Regions from separate parts of the Mus musculus genome. Here all the other regions are linked to region 1. A link is a contact called in public HiChIP or PLAC-seq data. All regions are on one chromosome and are shown on one strand. The core of a region is the stretch at or near the end of the contact, and the rest is flanking DNA. Distances in the headings are between cores, read along the strand shown. Region 1 has its middle 18 kb from the start of Gm46743. Region 2 overlaps Pkp4 (plakophilin 4). Region 3 overlaps Pkp4 (plakophilin 4).

Evidence for each region. HiChIP or PLAC-seq counts read pairs in DNA pulled down with a chosen protein or histone mark.
Region 2: an H3K4me3 HiChIP or PLAC-seq map of bone marrow-derived macrophages shows a contact between it and region 1, with 4 times the contacts expected there. The contact joins two enhancer-like sites. A contact is called at or near these places in 8 of 484 Hi-C or Micro-C datasets (the AtT-20 cell line, CD8 T cells, bone marrow-derived macrophages and 4 more), 2 of 115 datasets of contacts at active chromatin or transcription factors (bone marrow-derived macrophages and pancreatic cancer cells) and 1 of 9 other capture datasets (embryonic stem cells).
Region 3: a FOXA1 HiChIP or PLAC-seq map of pancreatic cancer cells shows a contact between it and region 1. The contact joins two enhancer-like sites. A contact is called at or near these places in 2 of 484 Hi-C or Micro-C datasets (bone marrow-derived macrophages and nephron progenitors), 5 of 115 datasets of contacts at active chromatin or transcription factors (embryonic stem cells, forebrain and pancreatic cancer cells) and 2 of 9 other capture datasets (adipose tissue and embryonic stem cells).

What each region holds. Positions count from the first base shown.
Region 1 is chr2:59,436,436-59,439,759 of GRCm38.p6, reverse strand. No RefSeq gene overlaps it. Among named protein-coding and RNA genes, the nearest start is that of Gm46743, 18 kb to the right of the region's middle. Within about 2 kb of position 1,584, at least 148 of the 459 cell types and tissues checked have an H3K27ac peak or open chromatin away from gene starts, as enhancers often do. A contact at or near this core is called in bone marrow-derived macrophages and pancreatic cancer cells, where this site is marked.
Region 2 is chr2:59,182,842-59,186,165 of GRCm38.p6, reverse strand. The region is part of intron 1 of Pkp4 (plakophilin 4); the gene reads right to left. Among named protein-coding and RNA genes, the nearest start is that of Pkp4, 24 kb to the right of the region's middle. Within about 2 kb of position 1,850, at least 22 of the 459 cell types and tissues checked have an H3K27ac peak or open chromatin away from gene starts, as enhancers often do. A contact at or near this core is called in bone marrow-derived macrophages, where this site is marked.
Region 3 is chr2:59,218,934-59,222,257 of GRCm38.p6, reverse strand. The region is part of intron 2 of Pkp4 (plakophilin 4); the gene reads right to left. Among named protein-coding and RNA genes, the nearest start is that of Pkp4, 60 kb to the right of the region's middle. Within about 2 kb of position 1,662, at least 47 of the 459 cell types and tissues checked have an H3K27ac peak or open chromatin away from gene starts, as enhancers often do. A contact at or near this core is called in pancreatic cancer cells, where this site is marked.

The DNA of each region.
Region 1 (3,324 bases), core at 335-2,834:
AGAAGAGAAGGATGTAGTCTGTGATGAGGGACCAGGGCGTGAAGCCCAGGTCAGCTGCTCACCTCATTGACCAGGAACATACCAGCTTCCAGTTGTTCATCTGGGCTCTGGCTTTTCTTTTCCTCCTTTGCCTCTGTGGGCAGAAGAAATACAAACAAACCCTTTTTCTGATCTAGTTTCTTATCGAGTCTGCACCCCAGGAATGCCAACAGCTCATTACATTCTTTTAAGATCACAGATCTGTCCTTGGACCCTAAGTTCCTCACGTCCGAGTTGGCATGGGCCATCACCAAGGTTTCTTATGTTTTGTTATTATGTGAGCTGGCATTCGGGCAGGGGTTACTACAAAGTCTGGTTGTTGTTTCTAAACACCATGGTCTAAACATGCGCTCCTCTCAGGTCTTTTATTTCCTGTACAAGCAACCCTTCTCCCTAAGCTGCACCCACAGGCCCCACGAATTGATTTCCACCTTGAGGGTGTCTATAACTTTGGCATAAGTTTGTTTTAAATAGGTCTGACTCAGTTAATGGCCAGGGGCGCTGCCCATCACTTCTATGGGTTCCTAGGCCCCTCCTTGACCCCTAGGCTGCTCCAGGAAGTATTTTTCAGGCCAGGCGTCTCTCCTCGTGTGCTTTAGACTATTTTCAGTCCTGCATCAATGGGGAAACAGCTTCTTCCACCGTCCTGAATAGTCTCACCAAGCAACCCCACCCAACAGTCCTGGGCACTGCAGACTAATCAGGGCGGGCAGCTCACGTTTGGAGAACCTGCAGCCCTCCTCTATCTGCCTTTCTTGTACTTTCTTTCATCCTTTCCCAGTTCTCAGGAAGCAATAAAAACAAACACTTCCTCTGATGTAGTTTCATATCAAATCTTTCCCCACCCACAACAGCCTTCCCTTCCTGGGAGGAGTCCCAGGGCGTAGGTTTTCTCCTGCTCAGTACTCTCTGGGTTTGGAATGCCACCCAAGTGCTAAGTTCAGGGCGACTTTGATCTAACCTGCTAGGGTTTGTGAAAAGCTCGGATGTCTATTTTTACTCTCGTGACCTATATTTGGTTTTTAACGAATGGTGGCTTCCCACCATGACGACTTATTACGGGTTCTCTTTTTGTCACACACTCTTTCTGCCTTCTCCGTCCTGGCTGTTTTCGGGTTGGAACTTCCTGCAGATGACCACTAGAGGGCAGATGATTTCCAGTTTACAAGATACCTTCCACAGCCAGTTTTCTGGAGCTTTGCTGACTACCAGGGCCGGTTTTTTTTTTTTTTTTTTTTTTTTTGTTTATTTGTTTGTTTTCCTTCAGAAGCGAGAGCAAAACACTTGAAGTTCTTTGGGTGCAGCTAAGACGTTTTCTACAGCGTTCATCTATGAAGTCCTGGCTGTGAGCAGCAGACATTCTGGCCAGTAGAGAGAAAACCGTGGTTTCTCTGTGTTCCTACCCAGGGGAAGAAAGCTGTGCCAGAGTGGTGTTCTTTCTAGGTTTGCTAAAAAGCATATACGTGTACCCTGCGTGTATCTACTCGGGTCTCACAGTAAGATGGCAATGCTTCCTGAGGCCTCTCCCACTATACCCAGGCTTCCTGCCAACATAGTACGCTCACGTGGTCAACCTGGATGTGTGCCAAGGCAAAGTTGATGAGCCATGAGGGAGGTAGAGAGATGGAGTGGCATGGGAATATATCTTCGTTGAAGTTCCTTGGAGCACTGTGGGGACTCTGATCTCAGACATGGGGAAGCGTGGGTGCTATTTCCTAGTCAGAAGACACGGGTAGCTATGACGCTGAAGAATTAAGTAGACTAGAAACAAATGGATATAGGCCCATCAGCCCAAGGTCAAAATTAGGAGGCTGACTTTTAAGGTAGCAGGTCGAAAGGTCAACGGGAGGTCAAGGGTACATCTCAGCAGGGGGGTGTTGCCTACACTCTGGGAGGCTCTCAGTTCCATCCCCAACACTGGAAAGAAAGAAAAAATGAAGTCAGTAGGAAGTAGAAAAAGAAACTTCAAAGGAGAACCTTCTGCTATGGATAAAAAGTCTGAACTGAGATGCTAAAGATAGTAAATTGATAGATAGCGCGGCAGTTAAATGTGACTCAGCTCTGGCCTTCCTAATCCTGCGGCCTTGGATAGGAGGCAGGGTCTTCTCTGGGGTCCAGTTTTCTCGGCTCTAATGGTGCAGCTTCCAGGTCCGAGGCTATTGGAAAGATTTCACACGATGACACACATTAAAGGGGGCCGTTTCCCTTTCTTCATTTGCTCATTCAAAAGACATATTTCCTAATGCCTGTATTGGTTAGATATGTGTAACTTCAATATTGGTTAGATATGTGTACCTTCAAGAGACAGAAAACATGATGTAACCAAACAATATTGAAAAGGATATTGACTCTGAGAGAGATATTATCACTATGAGGTAACAACACCACCATGACACAGGTAGGATCGTGAATGTCACCTCTCTCCAGGAGTCGGGGGGGGGGGGGGGCGGTGCTAGGAATGAGTGGTGCGGTCTTGGTGAGGTCACCAGGGACTTAAGCGCTCTCCATACCTTGGCTCTCTCATCCTCATCAGGTTGACGTTTATTCCTACACCCCTGGTACTATGGCCACTTGGGCCACGTGCGTACTCCCAAGTTTCCAGCAACTCTAGACTTTTTATGTCCTAGAGTCGCGGCAGTAGATCTTCAACATGGCCAATATCAGTGCCTTGGAAAGTAAATATCCCTGGGGTAAGAAGTTTCCTGGAAAGCCTCAGGCACGGCTCTGACCTCAGAGGAGCGGGAGGCATAGAGTAGGTGCTATATATTCTAGGGATTTGATACAATTGATGATTCACTGTAAGACATCTGCCCTGTAATCTTTTGGAGTTCTTGATACCAGAGAGAAACCGGGGCTCAGTTAGGTTAACTAAATAAGGGATGGCTTTTGAGCAGGCAATATGAGTGTTTTCCAGGCACTGTAGTTGCTGTGGACACACGGTAGTATACAGGTCCGGAGTGCTGGAGAATGGGAGGTTCTAGACAGGCAAATGCGCATGAACCATATAGCAACATTACATCCTGCAGGCAGAGCTGAAACACAGTAGCTCCTAATCGGAGGTTAGGGCAGACTCACGGGAGAGGTGCTGTTTAGATGAGATCTGACAGATCACTGGGTAGAAACAGCACAGCAGTACAAAGCCTGGTATAACATTCCTGGGTAGCTAAAAGTGGACAATGGGCAACAAGCCTGGAACAGAGTGCTTTGCACGGTCAGTAGGCTCCAGCTATGATGGTTTCAGCAACTGCACTGGAGTCCTATTGGGCCAGCAGCAGGTCTGGTTTC
Region 2 (3,324 bases), core at 601-3,100, 250 kb after region 1:
TAAAATATGTAGTTAAAGTCTAAAAACGTAATTAAAATATACTGTCTAGAATCCAAGAGGTAGCTCAGTGGTGAGAACTCAATTCCACTTGCACAGGGGTCCGTTACTCTTTCCACTCTATCCGAGGGCCATTTGTGAAAAAATGGTACCACAATTCAGTTGTCTTCTCTGACTACTATCAATACAGAACATTTAAAGAGGCAATTTTTTTTTCATCTCATTGGGCATTTGCCAAAACCCTACAGGTAAGTATTGTCCCTACTTTATGGATTAAAAAGAAAAATAGGCTCATGGCATTTAATATATCTGCCCAAATTTATTTAGCATACGAAGAACAAAACTACTTATCTATTAGTTTTCAGAGGTATTGTTTATTAACACATTAAAATAGCTAGTAAGTTAATTTTACTTTTAATGAAAACATTTAATACCCTGAAATGTCTTTGCAGTTGGTTTAGATCACTTCCTATTAAAAATCTAGATAATAAAAAATGAATAATGAAAGCGATCTATTACCATATGAAAGTGTTTTAGTATCTGTGACTGCCTAGTTCATACATTTGCTCCAAAATAAATCATCCTCAATGTTATTAATCATTACTTCAGACACACAGAGCCTATAATTTGCTCACCTATTTTTAAGTGATTGAGACATTTAAATTACATATCCGTACTATTACAAATAACTATAGTTTATGGAACAATTTTGACATAGTTAACACGTCAACTAGACATCAGGTAAGACTACACAAAGGTCACATTTATTAGTTAGGCTTTCTAGTTTTATTCAGAACCTAATGCCACCACCATGACTTTACAGTCACCCAAGATGAACTGGCTTTCAGAATGCACATAATGAAGAGGACATGTTGAAGACAAGCAAATCTCAAGTGGTTGTGCCGGATGAACATCTCCACTGAAGCCTAATGAGACACACACTAAGTGCAAACAGCTTTTCCCTCTTCATCATAAATTGTGAATCATGTAAAATTCTGAACTTTTAAAAAGAAAGTGAACCAGTTTATATAATAGCAGGAGTCTGACTACGTCCTGGTAAGTCTGAAAATGTTAGTTTGTTTAAGTTAGTTCTATACCCTGGATACTATTCCTTTCTTCTTTCAAAGGACAAAAATATAGCAATAAAGTTAATAACGAAACTGGAGAATGACAGATTGTCTTAGTTAGGGTTTTTACTGCTGTGACAGCGCAATCCTGAGACATCAGACAAGGGTAGTTTGACAAATGATAATTAAAAGGCTGGCCAAGGTTCACCGAACCACATCAACCATCAAGCACTGGGTACGCACCTGGAGATACTAGATCACCTGAGACCTTCTCAGCCCCAAATTTACTAACATCACCGTATTCCAAAAGGTAAGAGAATGCTAGAGATCACCAGTTGCCTACTGAGGGTTACTTAAGAACGATGGCATTGCGCAGTGGGCCAGGAGACAGCTTCTGTGACAGGCGACAACAGGAAAGGAGAAGTTCAGCCTAATAGACACATGGCGAAAGAAAGCAGACCTCACTGAGTAGCTGCTAGGTTGATCTGTGGAAATTGGTAACCAACACAAAGTGGTTGAAGGAGAGTCCAGGAAGACAGGGTCACAGAATAAAACAAGACGAAGAAAATGTGAAAATGAGAAAAGTATTTCCATTGGGAGAAAAAGCACTTGCCCTAAAAACCAATCAATTGGACAAGAAAAATTAAAAAATACAAAAGGTTCTCTGGCTTATTGTTATCTAGCCTTAATCAAAACATTTTAGACAAAGAACAATGCTTATGTAAAGCACTATGATATATCAGTATTAGGGAACTGAAAGGAAAGGGATGTAAGGCAGAAATTTCCACCATTGTATCAAAAGGGGAACAAATCATTTAGAATTGATGCTTCGACAAGTGATATAACCATGTGATTAGGAAATAGGGAGATGAGTTTTGGAAAATTCAACTCTACAGTAACTGATCAAAAATAGGAAGCAAGGAGTTAAAAGAACTATTAAAATTTAGTACCACATGCCTTTCAGCATTGCTTTAATTACACACCTATTCACTGAAATTTAAGTTTAATAACTGAGGTAATAGCCAATATTTAACATGAGCAGTTCTGAAACTGTATTATCATAGATAGGAATAAAAGCTATGGATAAAGGCTACATCTACGCAGCCGATCCTATTTTCATGAAGAAATGAAACCAAGATGCTATTTTTATGTAGTGAAATTGCAGGGAGTCCATCTTTCTCACTATTTCTCATTTTCTGCCATAACCACATATAACATTTTTATAAGCAGGGAAACGAAAACGGCCCCCTATGGAAGTAAGCAGAAGAAAAGGAGTGAGCTAGAGACACAGCTGCTTAAGGTGAGCTGGAAAGAGAGACCTATGCCCTAATGGGCAAGGGACAAAGGGAAGACTCTCACCAGGGAGGGCGTGGCCTGAGGGCCGTGGCTGGAGGTAGGTAGGAGGTGCAGGGCTGAGCCTAGATAGGGGGCTGAAGGGGGGAAGCTGGAGGATCTTTAGCAGAGGAGAGACCAAGGGGCCAGGACAATTCTCTGAAGGAACACTACTAATGTTACAATCTGTGGAGACAGTAGATGCTGAGGAGAATCCAACAGAGAAAAAGTAACTAGGGATAATGATGATTTTCTACTTGTTTGCCTTTTTTTTTTTTTTTTAAGACTAATTTGACATACGCATAGTTTGGAAGAAAGTGTGAAAGCTTTGTAATTCAGAATTCTTCATTTAGTCCTTTGAGCAGGTCTGTTTTGTTGGGCTTCTGAGACAACGGCCAGAGGCTGCCTGTAGAATTCCAGCAGAAGTTCCTCCTCTCCACCCCTGAAAGGAATATACTTTAAAAATATTTTTAGAATTAAGTCACAATGGTGTTGTTTTCTGTTCGAGGCAGTTTTTTGGGGAAATAACAATTCAGTATACAAGAAATATAAAAGTGAATTGGGATTGGACTGGTTCGTGAGGAGACGGGTGCAAGAAATAAACCGGCACACTTGCTGGGCCCTGTGAGCATGCTGGCCTGTTCTGGACAACTGAGGCCAGGCAGGCAGTGCCGTGACTCTTAAGTGGCAGAGAACTGAACCATTAAGAGGGAAAACTACAAAGTTCAGCGACGAGAATTCTGAGCATGAGAGGATGAGGGGCAGTGTCTTGGCATGCACAAGGCTGGGGGATGCCATCTCCAGTGATGCAAAATCCAAAGAAAGAAAATGCTGGAAAGAACCTCAGAGACCTGAGGAAGAGGCGAAAATGAATTAAAACCTATAAGCCCCATCAGAGTGAGAGAGGGGAAAAAAAGGAAAGAAAAGA
Region 3 (3,324 bases), core at 413-2,912, 220 kb after region 1:
ACCTGAGGATTCAAGGGGAGCTGGGGAGAGGTTGGTAGCAGGATCCCCCCCTAGAGCTAAGGCAGTAGCAGAAAACTACATGCAACAATATATTGCATACATGTCTGAAAATACTGTAATAAAACCCATTATGTATAATTAATATTCTAATAAAACATTTTCAACTTACTAGCTTAAACATTAAAGTGACTTAAACTATTACATCATTATCCAAGGAAAACTTATCTCTCCAAAGCCAAAATATTTCAATACTAGATATTCTATCCTACTTATAAAAACTATATGTATATCCGAAGTATCGTTATTAAAGTATGATTATATAAGAAATAACTGTGTAATACGAATGTCTTCAAGTTTTGATGAGTCATCTAATTTGTTTACAATCTGTTTCTGCTTTATGCAACCCCTAATCCCTGAAGGTTTGATTCATAAATTCAGACATTCTACAAGTTAAGACACAGATTTATCTCTTAAATTGTTTGAAAAGCCTTTGTTTTAAATGGTTTTTCTTAGGAATGCCTGAAACAAAATAATTACAACTAAATTACTTTGCTAAGGTACAAGCAGCTCTAATCACTCTGGAAAACAATATATTCATGAACCATACACAAATGAAGTAAGGCCATATGGACTAATTTCTGCAAAGTAACAGGAATGGCAATCTAGAAAGTAAGCACGCAAGCATGCAGGCAGGGACCTTCAGAACTCTCATGCTGTGCATGCCAAAGCTCTGAGCAGCTTTGGGACCCTACCTCAAAAGTATGTTTGGCCATCCATCTCATCAAGGGGCAGCAGATACCATTTCAAATTTAATAGCCCATACAAATTTAAAGTATGCCCATAGAGGGGAAATTATCCCGTGCATTAATAATTTAACTCTGAAAAGAAACTGTGAACTGGGTTATCCAACTGAAAAGGAAATTAAAATTTTAAGCATAAAAAGTCAGGTTTGGCTGTAAATGTTAACAAAGAAAAAGTATTCTATTACTTTCAAATGTAAAGTACTGTTAATAAAAAATTAAAGTTAAAATACCTAAATTGGTAAATATACAAATAACTGACATGCTATAAATGTGAGCATTAGCACGTTTAAACACAAGAGTATACATAGGGAGGGGCAGATCTGTGGTCCAATTAGTTCATGGGCCGATTACTCCTCCAATAAAATCTACAATACTGTTCGTGGTTGCACATTCTTCTGACAAAGAGCCTTACTCCCAGTAGGCCTGTGATAAATATTTTTAATAAATTAAAAACAAAGTTTAGTTACAAGTATATATGCTTTTTTCTGGTTACATACATGTAAGCCTGCTACAACACCTATTATGTACTCTAGTTGTGTATGTGATCCTGCTATGTGTGGTCAGCAGATGGAGTTTGTATAAACACATCTCTCTATAGTTAAAGGACACTGTACACAAACCCTAGTGTCAACAGACTCAAAAGCTGTCTTCAACTCAGACAGAACACACATTCAGTAATTCTGAAGTATAACTCAGAGAAGGTAGAACTGAGAATGTCGCAGTGTCCAGCTTATCACTCCACAGGTCACCAGAAAATGGATGTACAGCTCCTGCATGAACATCCTCATCTGCATCCACAGAACACACAAAAGGCCAGACTTCTAGTGTTGACATACAACTTCAGACTTATCTCTACAGAGTCCAGTGCGATCGACTGCTCAGAATTCTTGGCTATAAGCCCTATGACATCATGGGAGCTCTATCATTTAACCTCAGTTCTAAACTTATTTCTATAATATTAAGGGGGAAAAACTATGAAATTTAGTTTCTCTCACCACACACACACACACACACACACACACACACACACACACACACAGCCTTCCTTGTGCTTCACGATGCAGCTCAGGCACGGGAAGATGTAAGTTAAACGATCATCACAACTGCCAGGACCATTTGGCTCCCACTAGAAGAGAGAAGTTGGTTACTAACAGTCACAGGGACAATAAAAGGCCGGGTGCTGCAGTGACAGTACAGTGCCTTTCCCTAACTCCCGTGAACTATGCTTGCCTACAGCTGGAATGAAGGTGTTTGCTGCATGTGGCTGAAGTATGTCAGGGAGGACTAGTCAGTGCAAATAAACTCAGGCTGCACAAAAGGTGGCTGCAGAGGCAGGGGCAGAGCAGGGCGTTGTTTCTGTTTTAGAGGAATAAAGTAAATAATTGTGCAGGAGTTTGTTGAGCTCTGGGCACTCTGCCATACAGGAAGGGCATGTAATTACTAAAGCTAAGACAGCCATGTTCAAATGAAGTAATATCAATAGGACATGGTTGGGCTCCAAATTCTTTTATCTTCAAATTTTAAGGATCCCTGGATCTCACCTCACTCTTTGATATTTAACTACCACTTAAATAAATAGAGGCATAATGAAGGTCTACTTGTAATTTCCATAAAAATCCAGTAAGATGTTATCGTGAATGATGGCATCTTTTTTAAGAGCTCTACAAATGAGGAACAGGGTGATTCCCACTCATTGAAAACAACAGAAGCAATACACAGGGTATCTAATTTAGGAGCGCACCAGAGCAAGAGGTACACACAGCGCGCGCTTCGGTGTGTTAGCAATGTGAGCATCCACCTTTTGACTCCCACTCTGTGCCATTTGGGTTCACCTCAATCTTAAATCTGGATCTCAACTTTCTTAATCATCATCAAAAAAATTTAAAGAGTGTGGCTTATGAGTAGGCCTAAGAATGAAAGTCAGAGCCCCTGAGGCAAGTTCAAATCACAATCACACGCAGACACGCACACACTCATGCACATGTGCACACACACACATGATTCTATAGAAAATAAGTAATCTTGTATCCTATATAGAACTATGAAATTTATTTGTTAATCCTACCCATGACTGGAAATACCATTTTTATTTTGAAGAACATTTCTAAAACCAAGAGACAGTAGTCTATCTGTTATAAAAATACAGTGTACTCTGCCAATCAATTGGTATACCCTGCATATAGCCTGTTGCTTACTGTTTCCCTGTACCTCTGAAGAGGGCATGGGGCATATCAAGGTTGCAGGGGAAGGCACAATGAACAGCCACTGCCATACCAGACTCCTTTTCAGTCAACAGCATGCTGTGGAATTTCAAAATGGACTCTGTCATTTGGGCCTCTGGTTTTCACCTGATGCAAGGCCCATTGAGGGTACTACATTTGGACATATTTCTTCATCTAATGATTGTATACAGTGCAGTAAGCTAGCTATTCAGCAGTTTTAAGTTTGCCAGAAATCTACATACTATCAGGATACAAAAATCCTTCCTTGCCTCTTAATTTATCTTGGACTCCTGCATCCT